2 separate regions of the Sorghum bicolor genome follow, and region 2 is linked to region 1. A link is a contact called in public HiCAR-type data. All regions are on one chromosome and are shown on one strand. Each heading gives the region's core, a stretch centred on a gene start, on an enhancer-like site or on the middle of the called end of the contact. The rest is flanking DNA. Distances are from core to core; before and after follow the strand shown. Region 1 holds the start of LOC8071812 (ATP-dependent (S)-NAD(P)H-hydrate dehydratase). Region 2 holds the start of LOC110435376 (protein NRT1/ PTR FAMILY 4.5-like).

Region 1 (3,493 bases), core at 296-2,795:
CACTTGATTTCCATGCCATTGTGTGTATTTTCTCTCTTTTCTAATATTATAGTTGTATTTAGCACCTGAAAGGATGATATTGCCCTTCTGTCAATTTACATCTACATGGATACGAGCCCTATGACGTTTCATTTGCAGGCTGACGTTTGGTGTGCCGCCGCTCAGCGCCTGGCAGAGCCAAGATTTACACATAAGGCCGGGGGGAGGGGTTGGAACCGATATACGAAATATATACGCAGTCAAAACTTAACAACCAAATGAATGTGTTATGTTATAATACAAAAGAAAACTAAAAACTAGAAAAAGAATACAAAAATATTTTAGAGAAAAAAAAGAACAAAGTTAATTAGCCCTAGGTCTCTAACCTCATATGATGATCAATCCAATTCTTGGGCTAGAAAAAAATCACAATAATAAAAAAAATACTAATCCCAAATAATGAAATAATATAGGTGTTAATGGAGATCAATTTAAAAAGAGAGTAAACAAAAAAGCATTAACTATTTTTAACTAGCTAATTAGAGTGCTATTATGGGAACAAAAGAAATGAAAAAAATAGCAGAAAGACTACTATTATGGAAGAAGACAGCGTGTTTAGTTGGAGGGGTTAAAGTTTAACTGGTATCGTAGTATTTTTATTTTATTTAGCAATTAGTGTCCAATCGTAAACTAATTAGTCTCAAAAAATTCGTCTCGCAAATTACTCTCTCGCTATATTTTTAGTTTCGTAAATATTTTATATTTAGAAGTCTACGTACGTGTCTAAACATTTAATATGATGAGAGTCAAAGTTTAACAAAGGCAACCAAACAGGATCTAAAAATACAAATAGCATCATTATCTAGTTTATTAAAGTATCACTTATCCAATAAATATATGGTAATATTTTTTAGAATACATTTCTCAGTATAAATAATGAGTATGAAAATGTTATGATGGCCAGCCACCAAACGGCCGGGCATCAGCGCCAGCCAGCTTAGACGGCGACGGCCACGAAGCTAGCCGGAGCCAACCCAGGACAAGATTAGAATGAAGACCTACACACAAGAATATAGCATCTGTATCCATTTTACTCATTTCCATTTTTGTACAAGATAAGTCGCTTAGAGAACCTAGCTGCGGACAGCTTAGCTAGACAAGCTCTTTCAGTCATCCTTGGTTGAATGCTTCTATAAAGCTCACTTATCTCAGTGCCGATGCATAGCAGCTTCGTGCCGCTAAGATGAATGAAATGCTATTTGTCAAAAAAAAAAAAAAAAAAAAAAAACAGACGGCGGCGCCCATGAACGTGAGTACGTAGGTAACGGGTAACCCGCAAACGAACAGAATGGAGCAAATTTAACAAGGACAAAGGTGTCCTTTCAAGTGCTAAATATAATTAGAGATTATAAAAGAGAAAAGTACAGAAATTGATATGAAAATCAAGTGACAAAGGAGTTCTATTTTTACGAAATCAATATTACAAATGATAATAAAACTACGGAACGCGAGATATCCAAATTTCTCGTCCCAGCGGAGCTCCAAAATACTGACCACTCTCCACTGTCCACCGCGCCAGCGGTTTCTAGAATCCACTGCCTTCGATTCCCACGGCAGGAAAGCCTGATGAGCCGGCCCACCGGCGCGTGCCCTCACGCGTGGCGACACCAGCAGCAGCCGCTCCGGGGGCGCATGTGGGCCGCCTCCCCGGCATTCCGCAGGCAGCTCGTCCTGCTCCGCTCCCTCCTCCCTTCCCCGCCTGCCCCCTCCTCCGTCGCCGGCTTTCCCCCATCCTGCCCCTCGTGCTCCAGCTTCCTCCGGGTCCGGACCAACCACGCGATGGCGGCGTCCGCCGGGACGGTGTACGAGGCGGACGCGGAGGCCGTCGTGCGCCGGATCACGCCGCCACTCGACCGCGCCAGGCACAAGGGCCAGGCAGGTCGGTACCGCCGCCCGCCCATCTTGGTCTGCTCACGCGCTCTGCTTTGTGTCCGAGTGTGTTTCTTGCGGTCGGGCTGCTGATGCGCGCAGCGTGTTTGATGGAATTCCCTGGTGCTCAGTGGAGCGCTCTGGGATGCTGGGTTCAGTCGACAGGCTATTGGTGGTTGTTTCGGGGACGGTGGTTCATTGTTCTCCCATGTTGTAAACAACACTAGGGGTGACACTCATCCGAGCTCGCTGTACAATTTTAGGTTTGGATTCTGTTCAATTCGAGTTCTGTAGGCCCAAGTGTCAGAACCCTTCTCTGGAGCTAAGGAGTTCATTCTCTCTGCCACTGAAACAAATTCAGGGGCATTGGTTAGTGTTGAAATAGAAGTCCTTGTTCGGTATGTGGGAATGTGACAGAAGTTCATGATGGATATTAAGTGTCTGTTTGGTAGAGCTCTATCTGATTCTGATTCTTTATGGAAACTGATTCTCTAAGAGAAGTAATTCTGTGGCTCTCTTTGATTCTTTAGCATAAAATCACTTTACAGAAGTAGGAGAAGCTACTTTTTCTAGCTCTCAAACTCTTAGTTCATTGCAGAGAATCAGTTCACGGAATCATCGGAGAATCACTTCTCTCTAAAAAACTGTTTGGCAGAGCTCCAGCTGGATTCAGCAGAGAATCAGCTCTAGGAGCTCTGCCAAACAGGCCCTAAGTGGGTTCAGTTTAACCACAGTGTTCACCGGCCATTAAGGTCCCAGGGTGGGCTTGCTTGTTGTGATGTAATCAGCCGTAGAGAAGTCATAATAATGCACATGCTCAGGGTCGGGAAACCTGTGGCAGCTTCTTACTGGGTATAGTGTTGTCGCATATAGAAGTAATTTTAAGCTAGAGCTATTAGTGTACAAAACATGAGGATATTTAAATGAATTTACATTTTTGTTTTTGTCTTTTTTTTGGATATGCATCTTATATTATTTTCATTTTTGTTAATTGTTGAATCTTAACTCTGGTGTGTGTCAAATGAAATTTCTGTTATTATTGAAAGTTGCTTATGTTATGTATGATTATATTCTCAGGGAAGATAGCAGTAATCGGAGGATGTCGTGAGTACACTGGTGCTCCTTATTTTGCCGCTATCTCTGCCTTGAAAGTTGTCAGTATCATCTAAAAGTTCCATCACTTAAAGCTATCATTACCAATATTTCACATTATGCCTTTCAGGGTGCAGATCTTTCACATGTTTTCTGCACAAAAGATGCTGCTACAGTAATTAAGAGCTATAGCCCTGAACTAATTGTACATCCAATATTAGAAGAATCTTACAGTGTAAGGTAACTGAAGTTTCTTTTTTTTAACGTTAACTGAAGTTTCGTTTATGTTTGCAATCTCACGGTGCAGCATTTTAATGTTTATATAAGAATATCATTCTGTAAATCATCTTGGCAGGGATGATGAACGAGCATCTGTTTCTTCTAAGATTCTTACTGAAGTTGGAAAATGGATGGAGCGCTTTGATTGCATTGTTGTTGGTCCTGGCCTTGGAAGGGACTCATTTCTTCTGGTTAGTTTGCTGTTTTAAAGAAT
Region 2 (3,493 bases), core at 658-3,157, 210 kb before region 1:
TCAAATGATCTGCTGTTGAAACTTTGTACTAGTTTCAAACCAGAAGGCAGTAGATACACTAAGCGTTGAGACAAGTTTTGAAACCACATACATTAAATTTTGCATCCTCGCCAATGCAACACAAAAAAAATTAATAATCCTCTGTTATGCTTTCAACAAAGGTATGTGCATATATACAGATTTTTTGTTCGTGCGTTTCAGAAAATAATTTAGCTTCAGCGTCAACTTCATTACTATTCCCTGCATTTTAAAATTACAATCTAGTTTTTGTAGGTACGTACTATTTTGAAACAGAGAGGTATTACATCTACATATTGTGAGACTGACATTAGAATTCATACAGAAAATAAAACATCTTATCCCAACATATAGTTGGGGTCTTGTACCACTTCACTGAAATGCAAGCCTGTGACATGACATGTGCAAGAGCATGTTTGTAGACTGGATCGGATCTGAGTGCATGAGCACGTTTTGTACCACTCTTCTTGTTTTTCGTTCAATCTGACAATTATTACAAGAGCTAGTGACGATCAAACAAAGATGAAAATGACAAGACTATGTCTCCACTACACAATAACACAACTAGTTGACATGATCACATGACAAACAAACTTTTGAGCATATATAGAACAAGACTTTGTACAAGAGTATTATTTTTTTCCTGAACAAGTAATACCTTAGAAGGATCAATTAAAAATAGAGGCATCTTCTCGGAAAAAGAAAAAAACATGGAGTAACAGCTTAGACCATACCAGTATTTCGATTGGGCCAAAGATGAGGACAGTGTAGAAGCGCTTGACGTAGGAGTCAGCAAGGAAGGCTGCTGGGATGGAGAACATCTGCAGCGCGGCAAAGAAGTTGCTCGCTATCGTTGAGGCCTTCGCCACATCCATGTGCATCTCCTCCCGCAGGTAGCTTACAAGATTCAGTATGTTGGCAATGTTGGCTGCGTTGCTGAGCAGCACCAGCGCTGCAGGGGAAGACGAACAAGTAAAAACTGTGAGCATGCATGAGGAACGGAACGTTTGATAGAGAAACCGATTGCTAAGATCAAGTATATATGGGGATGTCAGTCCAGTGAAACAAAATAGGTCACGTCTGTCTGAATTATTGGAGAAAACAGGGGGGGAAAAACAGAAGTAGGTAAGATGAGCAACCTAGCTAAAGAAGACATTACAATAAGCTATCAAAACCAGATGTGTGGTGTCGTGTGTCCATACTTTTAGATTATTAGAAAGCAGATTCTGGAACACTCTGAAAAGGGAACTTTCTGTCATCGACAATCAATGGACTCAACACATTATGAGCAAGGGTCTGAGAGCGCTCAAAAGAAACAGAAGTGTGGACTATGGAGGCTATGCTAGTACTACTGGCCTACCATGAATGAAGATTGAAGCTCTCACTCCTCCGTGCTTCTTGGGGTTCACCGGCCGTCCTCTCCAGTCCACAAGGCCTGATGAACCGCCCATCTCTCTCTCTCTCTCTCTCTCTCTCTCTCTCTCTGCGTGCGTGCGTGCTGTGTGTGTTTTTTCAAATTTTACAGATTAGCTCTGCAATCTAAGCTTTTTTGTTGGCTCAAGCCTCGTGCTATGTGTAGCGGAGCGGCGGATCTCTCGGCAGATCGATGAAGGAAACAGGTCTGAAAGGAGCCTTAACAAAAGGAAGCCAGTGTCCACTGTCCAGCGAGGAAGAAACCATCCTGGCGAATGATGTCCAACACTACATGGACAGTGAAACGACACCAACAAAGACAAAGATCGTGTCTTGATGAATAATATTTAATCTGTGCTTGTTGAAGAATACTCATACGTCTCCATCCTATAAAACTGTGGATTACAACACATTTGTTGACTGGGATCCTGAAATTCTCTTTTGTAGACTCAGCCATGGATTAGGGAAAAAAGTATATGCAAATGTCATTACCTCGGGTCCCAACCTTTGAATTATGAGCTTTATTACAGTGGTTGGTGCTGGGAAGCCGGTATTTCTCTAGGTATTTTTGTATGTAAATAGCTGGTGTTGATTTTAAAAGGCAATCGTTGAAATAAAAGTTATTTTGTTAAGGGCATAATTATAATTGCATTTATCTCCAACAGTAATTGTTCAACCCAATATATATACCCTCCTCTTGAGATTATCTCTTACTCCCCCGTTCCAATTTATAAGTCATTCTAAGAATCTTGGAGAGTCAAATCATTTTCAAGTTTGACCAAAAATATAAAGAGAAATATAAAGATTTATGTTATAAAATAGGTACACTATAAAAATATAACTAACAAAGAATCTAATGATACTTGGTTGGTACCAAAAATCTTATTATTTTGCTATATAAATTTGGTCGAACTTGAAAAACTTTGAATCTCCAAGATTCTTGAAATGACTTATAATTTGGAACGGAGGGAGTATTTAAGAGCACCTGTCCAAGCTACGTCTCACCGATGCCAAGTTATCCATCCTGTTCCATCATCCCTGGCCCACACCAACGCCAGCTTGGCAACCCAGTGATATTTGCTCGTTGTTGTGTCCCCCATCTCGTACTATCGTGTTCTTACGGCTTTTAGCCAAAACTCCCAAAGAGGTCTCCCTGCTACTACCCATTTAAGTTTGGGAGGTCAGGTTTCCATCTTCTAGTGGGGCATCTGCTCGGGGTATCGTTTTGAGGGCAGTCATCCCTCCAACCCATTGCCCTCCACGAGCATTGAGGGCAATTGAGGTAGACTAGATCTTGGGTTTGCTCGGTGCTAGAGGTGGCTAGAGGTGGCTCGCTCGACTATGGGAGGAAGTTTTTCTGCAAACTTATGGGGTATCTAGCCGAATTGATCATTGCACCCAGCAAGAAACTAGTCAATCACTACTATAGAAAGTTTATGACCACCGGTTCCAAACCCTCCTTGACTGATAGTTTTGGCCGTCGTTGGTGATAGCCCGATGATCACCGCCAGTTCCGAAGTCGGTGGTGATATTGTTCATCACCACCGGATTAGCAGACAATACGGCGGTGTTGTCAGTTACCTTCACTGCCGTGTCAGAGCTTGATCCGACAACAACTGGTCATGTACCACCATCGGTGTTGCGAACTATCTGGTGGTGATGATGGAGACAACAATGTCGGTTGGACAAACCATCCTGCAGCGATGAACGAGACATCAATGTCGGTTCGGGTTATAATCTGGTTTTGCTGTAGGTACCAGCACAGCCGGTTGCCGTTTGATCCAGTGGTGTTGATCAATGGTGGTATCAATGTTAGTCTAGCGTACTATGTAGCGGTGAAGTCCTATCCTTCACCATCGTAGTTGTGTTTGACCCGGCGGTCTTGTATTGTCCATCGCCGTTGTTGCTTTGTTTTTTAGTGGTGTTGTCACTATCACCATTGTCGGTTGATTCCATATCACCAACGATTTGGACAAGCCCATAGTAATATTGCATTTTCATAATACAATTGTAATAAAAAACAAATATTATTTTGATCACACCAGACCTGGGTCGTATACAT

Evidence for each region. HiCAR-type assays count read pairs that join an accessible place to other places.
Region 2: a contact with region 1 is called in a HiCAR-type map of leaf, with 10 times the contacts expected there. The contact joins the promoter of LOC110435376 here to the promoter of LOC8071812 in region 1. A contact is called at or near these places in 1 of 4 Hi-C or Micro-C datasets (leaf) and 1 of 1 datasets of contacts at active chromatin or transcription factors (leaf).

What each region holds. Positions count from the first base shown.
Region 1 is chr5:20,091,383-20,094,875 of Sorghum_bicolor_NCBIv3, reverse strand. It overlaps LOC8071812 (ATP-dependent (S)-NAD(P)H-hydrate dehydratase), which reads left to right and starts at 1,545. Exons shown (of 13, transcript XR_002453432.1): 1 at 1,545-1,918; 2 at 2,986-3,062; 3 at 3,131-3,240; 4 at 3,356-3,470.
Region 2 is chr5:20,303,082-20,306,574 of Sorghum_bicolor_NCBIv3, reverse strand. It overlaps LOC110435376 (protein NRT1/ PTR FAMILY 4.5-like), which reads right to left and starts at 1,907. Exons shown (of 5, transcript XM_021460872.1): 1 at 1,379-1,907; 2 at 753-970. The coding sequence starts at 1,469.